Regions from separate parts of the Mus musculus genome. Here regions 1, 2 and 4 are each linked to region 3. Evidence: chromatin contacts called from public HiChIP or PLAC-seq and promoter capture Hi-C data. All regions are on one chromosome and are shown on one strand. The core of a region is the stretch at or near the end of the contact, and the rest is flanking DNA. Distances in the headings are between cores, read along the strand shown.

Region 1 (3,082 bases), core at 554-3,053, 450 kb after region 3:
TGTTGGAATTAATGACAGGCACCCTGGGTCAAGTTCTGATGTAATTATGCTTCTGTGTGCCTCGGGGATTGGATTACAACAGGAAACTTTTTTCTTCAAATTATACTGTGATTAAACTAGTTGGTAATGAACTGCCTGAGATCAGACCAGGTTCATGAAGTCAATCTGAATCTGCTTTTTAATCCCCGTCGCGTCATTCTTGATTCCCTGCCCGGACACCTGCAAGGTCCCCTCATTCTCTAATGCTCTCCACATTATTTCCTAAGATGGGATCTGTTAGTGATACTTGAGCTAGGTTCCTGTCCTGCCAGTCCCAGGGATCTCCTCTTCTTTGCCCCAATAGCACTGGGACTTGTATGTGGTGATGCTGGGTTTTAACCTGGGCTTGTACTGTTTTTGTGACTGTTCACTTGAAAATATTTCCATGGTAGGACTGGAGAGGTGGCTCAGCGGTTACAAGCACTGACTGCTCTTCCGGAAGTACTGAGTTCAATTCCCAACAACCACATGGTGGCTCACAACCACTTATAACTGTAGTCCTGTGAGATCCAATGCTTTCTTCTTGTGTGCAGACATACATCCAGATAAAACACCCATCTACATAAAACACATAAATAAACCTTTTAACATTTTCATTGTGATTTATTATTTATTGCCTCATTATAAGTACGCTGTTTCATTTCCAAGCATTTGGAGACTTCCACTGGTTTTTCTGCAATTTAGCTTTAATTCAGAGAGTAATTACTGTATGATTTTGGTTCTTTGAAATTTGTTGACACTTGTTTATGGTTTCAGGTGTAGTCTATTTTGGTGTGCGTGTGTAGAATATGCATTTTATAGCTCTAAGTGAAGTGTTTTACTTACACAAACTAGGTCGAGTTAGCAAATCCCATTGTTGAGATTTTGCAGTTGGGTCCAAAGATGAAGGAGAAGACCAGAGTCTAGTAGATGATGTTGACTTTCTTGGAAATCGGTATGGAAAAAGGGAGCTCGGATTCACTGCCACACTGTTCACAACGATGTCTGTGATCCAGCATAGGTCTAAGTATGAATCCTAAAGTAACTAAGCTTCTGAAGACCGCTGTAGTCTAGTACTCCGGAGCCAGGGGCTGGGTGATTCCTGCAGGTTGGACCAGCTGGTCAACACAGAGCTCCAGACAAGCCTCTCTCTCTTTGTGAGTCTCTCTGTCTCTGCCTCTCTCTGTGTCTCTGTCTCTCTCCCTCCCTCCCCTTTTTCTGTCAAAGGGAAATACCCTAATGAGAGATAACTAACTACAAAAGATTATATATTGGATTGGATATAAATAAGTCCAGCTCATTAAAAGCAAAGCTAGACTTGAGTGGGAATGGATGGGTATTTGTAGTATCTTCAACCATGTACATACCCAAGTCTTCACCACACTCCAAAGGCTCTATTAAGCCAAGAATGCAGAATCTATTTTTAAATATTTACTTATTGTTATTTTTGTTTTGTGTATGAATGTTTGCCTGCCTCCATGTCTGTGAATCCCCGTGCATGCCTGGTGTCCTTGGAGATCAGAAGAGGGCATCAGATCTCCTACAACTTCAAGAATCCAGGATCTTTAAGGAGCCTCTATAAGACAATAAGGAAATATAAGTCAGCTCATTTTAAAATGGAACTTGGTGCGCCCCAGTGGGTTGGTGTCAGAGCTGGATGTTCTTCGCGCTGCCTGCCGGGACAGCTCCAGTCTGGCGGCGTTCCCGGGCGCATCCCGAGAACTTGTGCTGGCCTTTCTTAAACCAGGGAGGCGTTGGGCAGAGCTGGGCTGCGGCTCCGCCCCCGGGGGTTGCCGTTTCCTTAGAAGGCGAAGCCCTAAGCCTGGCTTCTCGCCCGCGGGGAGACCGCGGTACGCCTCCCGCACCCCTCGGGACCAGGACTTCTGCGAGCGCGCGGGAAGACCGGCGGAGCCTGTGCTTCAGCTCGGGTGTGGACGGGGCGGGCGCTGGGGCGGGGCGCGCGCTCGCGGGTTTGAATGGAAGGGTCTAGACCGCCGGAGACGGCAGCGAGCGGGTCCTGAAACCAGAACTCCACCGCCGCCCCGCGCGCCATGAGGCGGGAGAGGTGAGTCGGGCGGGCGTGGCGTCGGTGCCCTGGATGTAGCACCATGGGAACAGCGACACCGGGGACAAACACGGGCTCTGCGAGGTGCGCAGGTGCGTGGTCTCCGAGCCCGGGGACTGCCGCGCAGTTTGGAGCCTTCCTTAGGACCCCACTCGTCGGCAGGGAGGAGCCCGCGGGGTCCTGCTTGTCGGCTGGTCGCAGCAGGCTACTCTGCATCCTCTTCTCCCCCAAATTGGTCCTGGAGCCTGGGCGCTGTGATTAAAGAACCTATCGCCACTTCCCTGCGGTGTTTCCAACCCCTGACCACCGCTGGGATCTGCGAGATTTAATTTAGAACCTAAAAAGAACCCGAGACTTTTAAAAGATTTGGGGTGCAAAACGAGAGGCTATCGGAAACCGGCCCTTTTTGAGGGCGGCGCACAGCCAACCTCCTGTGTTGTTTGAATCGCGCACGCGGTGGGGACCGCTGTGCCTCGGGCCGCGCTTCTGGGTCTCCTCCCGTGGCGGGAGTCCTTTCGCCACCTGGCTGGAGGCGGTCCGGTCTGAACTCAGTCTATTCGTAGGTGTGGCGCCTCTCGCCCGCGCTTCGGCCATGGAGGTGCTGCGGCGCTCTTCTGTCTTTGCAGCGGAGATCATGGACGCCTTTGATCGCTCGCCCACAGACAAGGAGCTGGTGGCCCAGGCTAAGGCACTAGGCCGGGAGTACGTGCACGCGCGGCTTTTGCGCGCCGGCCTCTCCTGGAGCGCTCCAGAGCGTGCCTCGCCTGCCCCTGGAGGACGCTTGGCAGAGGTGTGCACAGTGCTGCTGCGCTTGGGTGAGTGTGGGGCACCAGCAGGTACCATCCCAGGCCGCCCCTCTATAGCTGGTTGGATGGGCCTGCCCGCAGTGTTTCAGGGTTCCCGGTACAGCTGTTCTGCACAGACATTCCCTTCTTGTGACATGACCAGCCCTTCTGCGGTTGTGCCTCACCCTCCCGCTGGCGCTGAGAGAGGAGGCGT
Region 2 (3,097 bases), core at 509-3,008, 330 kb before region 3:
AAGTTATCTGTGGGGTGAATCCAGAACTTTTTACTTCCACCAGCTCAGTTTGTGGAGCAATTTCAGCTGTAGTTTTGGCCAGACCAAGCTCTTGTACGGTTCTGCCTCAGGGACTCCAGGACCCCGCTCTATAAACACTTCTTCAGGGGGGCCTTGGGTGTTAACACTGACTGTAACCACAAGGGGGCTCTCCAGGTAACTTATCAGTGTTAAGAGGACAGGTTCTTGGGCTGGGCACCATGATGGTGAAGGCATTTGGAGGCTTGGAGTTTGAAGTCTACTGACTCCACAGTGCAAAATGTCCTCTTAGTCACAAAAGAGCCGTGTTGGCTCCTTATAAAAATATGGGGTGGCAGCACACCCAGTCCGTCTGTAGAAGTGGAATAGCTGGGCCAAGGCTGTCTCATATAACAACTTCTGTTTCCAGAAGGAAGTATCACCAAGACAGAAATGATAAGACCCCCAACCTCTGGGGGTACAACTTGAGACTGGGCTGGGGGACCCCTACAATCTACATCATTTGGACAAAAGAAACCCAGGCCAACAGGACAGTCCAATTGAGTTGAGAATCTGAGAATCCCTTCGTAGATAATCTTGTGGACAGGCCACTGGACACCTGAAAGTAGTGATAACCTTAACTCTGGGTCCCTTTACTCTTTTTAACCCAGCTGGCTGCACCCACTCCGTATACAGCCAAGGATGACTGGGAACTATTGATGCTTTTGTCTCCGCCTCCCAAGTGCTGGAATTCTGAGGGGTTTCCATTGAGCCCGGTCTTCCTCCCTCTTGTCCTTGCCTCTGAATGACAACATGAGCCCTGGAGTTCCTGCAGAATCTGAAATGAGGGCTCCAGGAGTGATCCCAGGTACTGCCAGCTAAGAGGGCGCATGGAGACTTAGCCGTACCTCTCACCTGTGGAAAGAGGGCTGGTTCACTTGACTTGCATTTGGGGAGACTGAATCCAGACAGCTGGGCACTCCCCAGAAGTGACACTTCACCCACACTATCAGAGTAGGAGACAGAATGTGTCTCTCCAGAATATTCCCCCAGTTTTAAAAGTTCCTCTCCCTCAAAATCTGTCCCTCCTCCTACCGATAGACAGCAGATCACCTCTGTCCACACCTTGTATTGGTACTGGTATTGGACAGCTCAACCTTTGAACGGTTTTGTTGTGCTAGCCTAAAATGCCCCTGCAGCTCTGTAGCCCTTACATAGGAGCCTCAAGGCAGAACTGCGTTCATCAGTGTGTCTTCACTCCACACACACCTCAACAACAACAAAAAGTCGATCCTAAAACACGGCCAGTGCTACTGACAGCTTCTCTTTATGCCTAATTTGAATCTAAATAGTCACACCTTTATGGACTATGTACTTGACAGCCGTGCATTTTCCCAAGCCGCTTTGCACCCGATGGCTACTGCCCAGGCCAATTGGAGGACTCTGGCGGAATCGCATCAGGGTAACCACAAGAATCATTCCCGGAGTCTGAGGACCGACTGGAAGAGGTGTCACCTGCGTCCCTGCGAAAGCGACGGTCCCGCCTCCAAGACTACCCCGCAAGCCATAGTTGCAGCGCGCAGGCTGAAGATGCCCAGCCTTCCCCAGCGTCCTGCCTCGCGTTCTGCTCCGCCGCTCGCGCCGCGTCTCGGTGCACAGGCCCGGGGCCGCACACAGCGCCCCCGGTGGCTGCCGAGCCCAGCCTGAGCGGGGCGGCGCACGGCGCGGGGACGGGCCGGGCGGCTCCCGGCGCGACTTCCTGTTGTGCCCGCGCCCGGCCGCCACCGCCGCCGCCGCCGCCGCCACCACCACCGCCACCGCCACCGCCACCGCCGCCCGGGCCCCTCGCCCACTGACCGCGGCCTACAGTGGCCGCCGCCCATGGATTTCACCTAGCGCCGGTGGTCATGGCGGCGCAGTGCTGCTGCCGCAAGGCGCCCGGCGCCGAAGCCGCGCCCGCCCGCCCGCCGCCGGAGCCGCCGCCCGCCCTGGACGTGGCCTCGGCCTCCAGCGCGCAGCTCTTCCGCCTCCGCCACCTGCAGCTGGGCCTGGAGCTGCGGCCCGAGGCGCGTGAGCTGGCCGGCTGCCTGGTGCTGGAACTGTGCGCGCTGCGGCCCGCGCCCCGCGCGCTCGTGCTCGACGCGCACCCGGCCTTGCGCCTACACTCGGTCTCGTTTCGCCGCGCCTCCGCCGTCTCCGAGTCGCCGTGCACCTTCGCCTTCCCTGCCCCGGGGTCGGGGCCCCCGCTGCCCGGCTTCGCCGATGCGCCTGGAGCGGAGTCTGCCAGCTGCCCGCTGGCCTTCAGGCTGGACCCGTTCACCGACTATGGCTCCTCTCTGACCGTCACACTGCCTCCCGAGGTGCAGGCGCACCAGCCCTTCCAGGTCATCCTACGCTACACCTCGACCGACGCCCCGGCCGTGAGTCCCGCCCGGGTGGGCTTCTGGATTGTGGGCGGTCAGCGGGGTTTTGAAGGCACCCCTCGTTCATTTCACTGCTGGGCCAGCTGCACCCTGCCCCTGGGACACCTGCAGAGGGCGAGGGGCAGCCTGGACCAAGAGTCTGTCTGCCCTAGGTGGCATATTGCCTACAAGTTCTTCGAGTAGAGCCCCAGGTCCAGGCCCGGTGGACAGTGGAGATACTCAACAGTGTGTTTCTCAGGGGAAGGGGAGAACGACAACTTCCCGTCTTGTACCAGTATCTGGGTACAAGAGCAGCTTCTGGTGGGGCTCTGCTAAGTCAGCTGTAAGAGCCCAGCATTGAGGGGTGTTCTGAGAGCGCCTGATACAGAAGGGCCACCCTGTGACCTGCACCTTCACAGGGCTTGAGGACACCCGGGTCTGTTCTCTGGAGGTGGAACGAGGGACAGTGGGTGACAGACAAGGCCTTGTGAGCTGTGAGGCGTGGCTTTGGGCTCCCTACACTGTATTGTGACATGCTGGGGCAGGTGTGCTCCACCTCCTAATAGACACACAGGGCTCTGCTCAGGCTTTCCGCACAGAGCACCCACCATCCCACAGGTCCCGATGGAAAAAGCAAAGGATGTAAAGCTAGTGTTGGGGTAGCACAGGGCCAATGGGGTTGCAGAATGGAACAGGAC
Region 3 (3,097 bases), core at 541-3,040:
AGCTTCCAAGGAGGCCCTGTGCCCAACACCAGAAAGCAAGAGGCTCTTAGGTCCCCAGCATGGTGGCCAGGCCTGCTGGCAGCTCTGTGCTAGAAGCTGTGCAGGAGGCCTTGCGAGGCCTGGTCCTGACCGTGATGTGGTCTGGTCAATGAGACGACGGTGTTTACCAGAGAGTACTCTTACATCCAGAAGCCTGGCCCAAGGGCTGATCGGTTTTTGTTTTGTTTTTGTTTTTGCTAGCCAGGGTTTCTTCATATAGCTCTGCCTATCCTAGAACTCACTCTGGCCTCAAACTCAGAGATCCACCTGCCTCCTGAGTGCTGGGATTAAAGTCGTCACCACGCCTGGCACCAGAGGCTGATCTTCTCTAGCCAACTGTACAGCAAAACATTTCACATCTCCAGCCTTGGCTTACCCCTCTGCCAATCAGGATCACTACACAAAGCTGGAGGGGTGGGACAGAGGAAGGCAAGCCATGTACCAGGTGTGGGGTAGACGTGGTCAGTGCAAACAAAAATGGTCTCCTTAAATTTGGTGCCTGGTCCCCGACGCTGAGGGTTGGGCGTATCACAGTGGTGAGTCTGCTAAGAACAGGATCTGTGTAAGCTAGGTACCCCTGACTGACACACGGAGAACTCTCTGCTATACTTGAAAAATAATATGCAATGTCCCTTGTGGAACTGAGACACAGCACATGCTTGTTAGAGAGATTTTGGGAAATCCAGAAAAATGCAAAGCCAGCACAAACCAGAATCTCCGGGGCAGCTGCTGCTACTTCTGTAGCTTTTCTTTTTCTTCCTTGCTTCTCTTTGAGAGGCAGCATCTTGTCTTTGGGGATCCCAGACTTGGCTTATAGTCACATTATCCAACAGTAGGATCTGGGTGCAGACAAGGTGGTGAGAACTGAGGCCCCCAAGAGGCGCCAAGGGGACACAGAAAAAGACCAGGTTGCACCCCTGAGGCAGGACAGCCACTTACAAAGCAATTCTTAAGAAGATCGAGAAAGGTTAAGGAGCCACAGCAACTAACTTGCCCCCAGGGCCTGGGTGACCAGCCTACCCCGCAGGTTTCCCTAACATTGTCCAGCTGTGCTGCATGACTGATCCCATAGGGGAAAGTCCTTACACGAGAGAAAGCTAAGTAAGTCTTCGAGTCTCCCAGACCCAAGGTTCATCCTCAGTGAAACCAGAAAAGGAATAGACCCTAGGACAGGTTTCAGCTGGTTCTGAAAGTTGATGTCCTAACTTAGGGCTGGGGTGTGGCCACGCAAGGTTTGTGTAAGTGTTGTAGGGAGAAGTGGCCCAGACTGGCATTCTGTCAGGAAAAGCCAGATGCTCTGGCCTGACAGGGACCCCAGAGGACACACAGGAAGCCTGTTCAAAATCAGGCCTTAGGGCAACAAGTCAGCTTCAGAACTGCTGGGTTTGCCCACGCTCCTCCTGTGGGCAGGCCTTAAGCTGGTGACAGGAGACTGTAAGTCCTCACCTCAACATAGCCCAAATGCAAGAGAGCAAAAGGGCCTCGGTTTGGAGGTGGAGCCAACCCAGTACTAGTTCGGCTTTAATGAGCCTCGACACAGAAGGGCCTGGGAGCTACGCTCCGCTCCCGCACCCTCCCACTCCGCGGACCAGCAAGTTAAAAATGCCACTATTTGCATGACCCCGCCTCTCCCCGCCCCTCCCGAGTGGCCGGCTGGGCAGGCTATTTAAACCCCGGTCCCCGCGTTAGGCAGGCGGTCCGCAGTCGTGCCTCACGCCTTCCTAAGCTGCGCGGGTCTCCGGAGTGCGACGCGAGCTAGCGGAAGGGAACTGTGCGGCCAGTCGGTCGTGCGGTGACTGCAGCCACCTGCCCGAGCCCCGTGGCCCGCCCTCAGATCCCGGCGATGCGCCTCGGCGCCGCCTGGGCGCTGCTGCTGGCCGCAGCCCTGGGGCTCGGGACGCGCGGGGTGCGCGCTGCCGTGGCCCTCGCCGACTTCTACCCGTTCGGCACGAAGCGCGGCGACACCGTCACCCCGAAGCAGGACGACGGCGGCTCAGGGCTGCAACCACTCTCGGTGCCCTTTCCGTTCTTCGGCGCCGAGCACTCCGGACTCTACGTGAGTAACCCCGAGCTCGAGGGGGCTCCGGGGAGGGCGCCGCTGCCCTCCACCCCAACTCTTGCCGCTGCCGCCGCCAGCAACTTGGCACCGCGGCAGCCAGAGGTGGAATGAGGACAGCGCTTCCTCTCTCCCGCGGCCAAGGCCGGACAGCGACTGGCGGGAGAGGCGTGGGCAGGGCGGGGCGAGCAACCGCCAGGGCACCTAGGCGACAGCCAGGCCAGCGGAACGCGGCGCGCCCCTGCTGCTCAAGGCCCGACCTGTTTGGGACGTTGGCAGAGTTCGACAGGCTTCCGCAGAGCTGCGGGTCCCCCAGTGCCTAGTGGGGAGCCTTCGATCCTGTTCCTTCACAGTGAGCTATGTGGTAGTAGGCACATGGCCTCTGGCCACAGTTACCCTAGTGGGGTATCTGGCTTGTGATGGTCTCAGCCCTCTCTAAGCCATTTCAACCTCACCCACAGTTAACACCCAAGGCCCACAGCCAGAAGGAATTCGGGCATGATTTGCTTAGTTGCAGGAGACCTGCGCTGGGCAGGGCTGGCAGCTAGGGGCAGTGTAGAGGGGCTTACCCCTTCCCCTCCCCATCTTAGTCCCCTGGAGGTTGGCCACCAAGATCAGACCCTCTAAACAGGGCTCCCAAGGGTAATTCCTCACTCCAGCCCCAGACACGAATGCTGGAGAGGTCTCAGTGGATTGCAGAACCTGAGTGCCAGCCTCCATGTTCTCAGGGTCTGACCCTGCGCCAGTCACCTGTGCACAAAGGGATGATCTGTAGTGAAATGAGCCTCCTGAATTACTCAAATCCACTTAGAAACGCCAGAGCCAACGTAGTCTATAGTTAAAGCACCATCTTCTCACACACCCTCTGCCGAATCCAACACCAATCACCATTAGCTCTACCAATGATTTTGCCATTAGTGCCACCACATCCACTATCACCGCCTCCACTGGCACACTCACCTCCGCCATAAGCACTGCTGCCTTCAGCCGCCATACTGTCAT
Region 4 (2,913 bases), core at 99-2,598, 490 kb after region 3:
AGCTGTGACGACTCTGAGTGCAGCCAGCAGCCTTCCAACTAGCTGCAAGGCTCGCTGTAGAAGATCAGTCACACCTTGCTGCTGGTAGTGTATGTCAGATAGAAGCCTGTGGCTGGGCAGGCCACACGTCTCAGGAGGATTGTTTTGCTTTGTTGAATGGACATATCAAATGACCTTGTACGTGTCTGTGTTTATGATCAGAGTTTATTAGTACCTTTATTAGTTTATTAGGCCTTGGTTGTAGAGAGCTGGTAAGGTGCAAAGACTCATAACTGGTTACACTGCTAAGAATAAATAAGGCCTGGTTAAGTGACATAGGTGGGCCAATGTTTAAAAAAAAAATACATGTACCACCTTTCCAAGGCTAAATGAATCTTGCAAAAGAGGGAGTAAAAAATGTAGTAGCCAGAAGATGGGGGTCTGGGGTGCTAGGGCCTTTTCCTTCTGGAATTACATGGTCATCCTACTACCATCTTGGAGCAGAGATTTCTGTGTCTCAGAAACAATGGTAATAAAACACACAGAGCAATATGGTGACGGCTAGGTCTTACGGTAATAGAGCTGTCAACATTCTTTCGCACAGGACCGTTACCTGAGATTCCGCACATTACTCTCTCCTGTCCACCCAACAAGTGCAAGTGATCCCGGGAGATGCTAGAGCATATGCAAGTGTAAGGCTAACTAAAAGGGAGCTCTGTGATGCAGCTTCTGTGAGGGTGCATCCATGATGGGGTGTGCTCTGTGGTAATGTCGCTGTCTGGGGACCACCCACACTCCTGTGAGTAACCTCCCACCCATGCTCTGTAATATGTCCGACATGTAACAAGCTGAACCTTGGTAGAGTCCTTGGTTGTTGACTTGGGGTGAATAGCTCATAGCTCATGTTTCCCTAGGAGAAGTTCACTCAGCAAAACAAACAAACAAACAAACAAACAAACAAAGCCATTATGGAAGAGACCTTAGCTATGGGACTGCTGGGACATGATCTACTCTGACCAGAAGAGGCTCTCTCAGCTGTCTACCAGCCCCTGCCAACACTCTTCCATTCCTGTTCATTGTTCCACGCTGACCAACTCTTAAGGCCAGGAGATCATGTGTGTGTGCACGCGGGTGCTGTGGCAGGGTCTGAAGCACATACCAGATATACCCGGCCCCAGTAACTTGTTCTTAATAATATGGAGTGTCCTTTTCCAGAGGCCTTTCAACTTGTGTATTTCAGTTTCAGTCCTAGGCACTGCTGTAAACACTGTAGATAATTACAGCCAAATCTCAGGGTTTCTTTGTGTAGTCTAGGCTGTCTGAGAACTCACTCTGTAGACTAGACTTGCCTCTTTCCCCAGTGCTGGGATTAAAGGCTTTTGCTTGTTTGTTTGTTTTGAGACAAGGTCTCACTGTGTATTGATGGCTGACCTTGACTTTAAATAGATTTGTCTGCCTCGTGTCCCCAGTGCTGGAATTAAATCCAGTGCTTATTTTTGTGTAAGAACCCAATCATTCTATATGGTAGAAATAGAAGAACAGGTACTGTTTACACACACACACACACACAAACACACACTTAAATATAATTAGGGTATAATTTCTACTAACCTTTGTCACATATTCATACTGAACATAGTACACAGGTCTCTAATCGCAGCACTTAGGAGACAAAGGCCAGCATGGTCTACACTGTCATAGCCTGACGTGAAAACCGAAAAGGCTCTGGCTGAGCTCTGAGTATAATGCAGTGGCAGAGGCTGCTTATACACGAGGCCTAGCAGGGGAGACGGAAGGGGACCGGGGTGGAGGGGGAGGGGGGGGTGGAGGGAGAGACTGGAGGGAGGAGAAAGAAGGAGCGAGCCTGATTTATACTATCTGGACCATTTATTTGTTTGTTTTTTCCAGTGCTGGAATTGAACCCAGGGTCTCACACATGTTGGGCGAGTCTTTTACCACTGAGCTATATATATCCTTGGCTCTCTCTTAAAATTTTATTATTATTTTAAAAAATTTTATATGTATGGGTATTTTGACTGCATGTATGTCTGTGTACCACATACATTCCTGGTAATTGCAAGGCCAGAAGACATGGGCTCCCTTGGAACTACTTAAAGATGGTTGTTAGTCACCTTGTGGGTGTTGGGAACCAAACCCAGAACCTAGGTCCTCTAGAAAAGCAGCTAGAGTTCTTACCCACGGAACCACCACTCCAGGCCCACACCTCTTTACTCTTAAATCTGAGACAATCAGGCCCACAGCCCTGGAACTTGTGATCTTTCTGCTTCATTATCCCAAGTACTGGGGTTACAGGCATTATGTTACTTGACTCTTTTGAGATTTATTTATCTAAAGATTATTTAATTTTTATCATGAGTATATATGTGTGTATGACACATGTGTTGGGGTACCTATGGAGGTCAGAGCTTGGGGATCTCTGGAGCTGGAGTTATAGGTAATTTTAAGTGGCCTGACATAGGTGCTAGGAATCGAACTTGGGTCCTTTTGGAAAAGAAATATGTGCTCTTAACTGGTGAGACATCTCTCTAGCCCAAGACTTTTTGTTGTTGTTTCGTTTTATGTGTATAGGCATTCCCTACACAGATGCCTGGAGGCCATAAGATAATTTGAGATTCCCCAGAAACTGGAGATACAGATGACTGTTAGCTGGCACGTGGGTGCTGGGAACTGAACCTCTGGTAGAGCAGTCAGTGTTTTTAACCGCAGCCATCTCTCAGCACTAGGTAATTTATTATCCAGAATTCCCAGCTCACTGGAGATGGTACCAACTCAGAGAAGTGGTCCTGAGTTGTCTAAGCAAGCAAACTGAGCAAGCCACAAGGAACAGCCAGTAAGCAGCATTCTTCCACAGCTTCTGTTTCAGTTCCTGCCCTGACTTCCCTCAGTGGTGGAGTGTGACCCAAGCGTTGTAAT

The links. Promoter capture Hi-C pulls out the DNA fragments that hold promoters and counts their contacts. HiChIP or PLAC-seq counts read pairs in DNA pulled down with a chosen protein or histone mark. Capture Hi-C pulls out chosen DNA fragments and counts their contacts.
Region 1: a FOXA1 HiChIP or PLAC-seq map of pancreatic cancer cells shows a contact between it and region 3. The contact joins the promoter of Bok here to the promoter of Sned1 in region 3. A contact is called at or near these places in 6 of 39 promoter capture datasets (cranial neural crest, hippocampal neurons, liver and 3 more), 2 of 484 Hi-C or Micro-C datasets (the G1E-ER4 cell line and embryonic stem cells) and 2 of 115 datasets of contacts at active chromatin or transcription factors (embryonic stem cells and pancreatic cancer cells).
Region 2: a contact with region 3 is called in a promoter capture Hi-C map of pancreatic islet. The contact joins the promoter of Rnpepl1 here to the promoter of Sned1 in region 3. A contact is called at or near these places in 1 of 484 Hi-C or Micro-C datasets (embryonic stem cells), 2 of 115 datasets of contacts at active chromatin or transcription factors (embryonic stem cells and pancreatic cancer cells) and 2 of 9 other capture datasets (adipose tissue and pancreatic islet).
Region 4: a contact with region 3 is called in a promoter capture Hi-C map of liver, with 2.3 times the contacts expected there. The contact joins the enhancer-like site here to the promoter of Sned1 in region 3. A contact is called at or near these places in 2 of 39 promoter capture datasets (liver and neutrophils), 1 of 115 datasets of contacts at active chromatin or transcription factors (stem cell-derived neural progenitor cells) and 3 of 9 other capture datasets (adipose tissue, embryonic stem cells and liver).

What each region holds. Positions count from the first base shown.
Region 1 is chr1:93,683,772-93,686,853 of GRCm38.p6, forward strand. It overlaps Bok (BCL2-related ovarian killer), which reads left to right and starts at 1,804. Exons shown (of 5, transcript NM_016778.3): 1 at 1,804-2,083; 2 at 2,647-2,898. The coding sequence starts at 2,676.
Region 2 is chr1:92,909,067-92,912,163 of GRCm38.p6, forward strand. Rnpepl1 (arginyl aminopeptidase (aminopeptidase B)-like 1) reads left to right here and starts at 1,759. Exons shown (of 11, transcript NM_181405.4): 1 at 1,759-2,417. The coding sequence starts at 1,905. It overlaps 5033417F24Rik (RIKEN cDNA 5033417F24 gene), which reads right to left and starts at 1,698. Exons shown (of 2, transcript NR_138578.1): 1 at 1,513-1,698; 2 at 1-912.
Region 3 is chr1:93,234,107-93,237,203 of GRCm38.p6, forward strand. Sned1 (sushi, nidogen and EGF-like domains 1) reads left to right here and starts at 1,791. Exons shown (of 31, transcript NM_172463.4): 1 at 1,791-2,095. The coding sequence starts at 1,883.
Region 4 is chr1:93,720,058-93,722,970 of GRCm38.p6, forward strand. All of the region lies in intron 3 of Thap4 (THAP domain containing 4), which reads right to left. Among named protein-coding and RNA genes, the nearest start is that of Thap4, 33 kb to the right of the region's middle. Within about 2 kb of position 1,349, at least 8 of the 459 cell types and tissues checked have an H3K27ac peak or open chromatin away from gene starts, as enhancers often do. A contact at or near this core is called in liver, where this site is marked.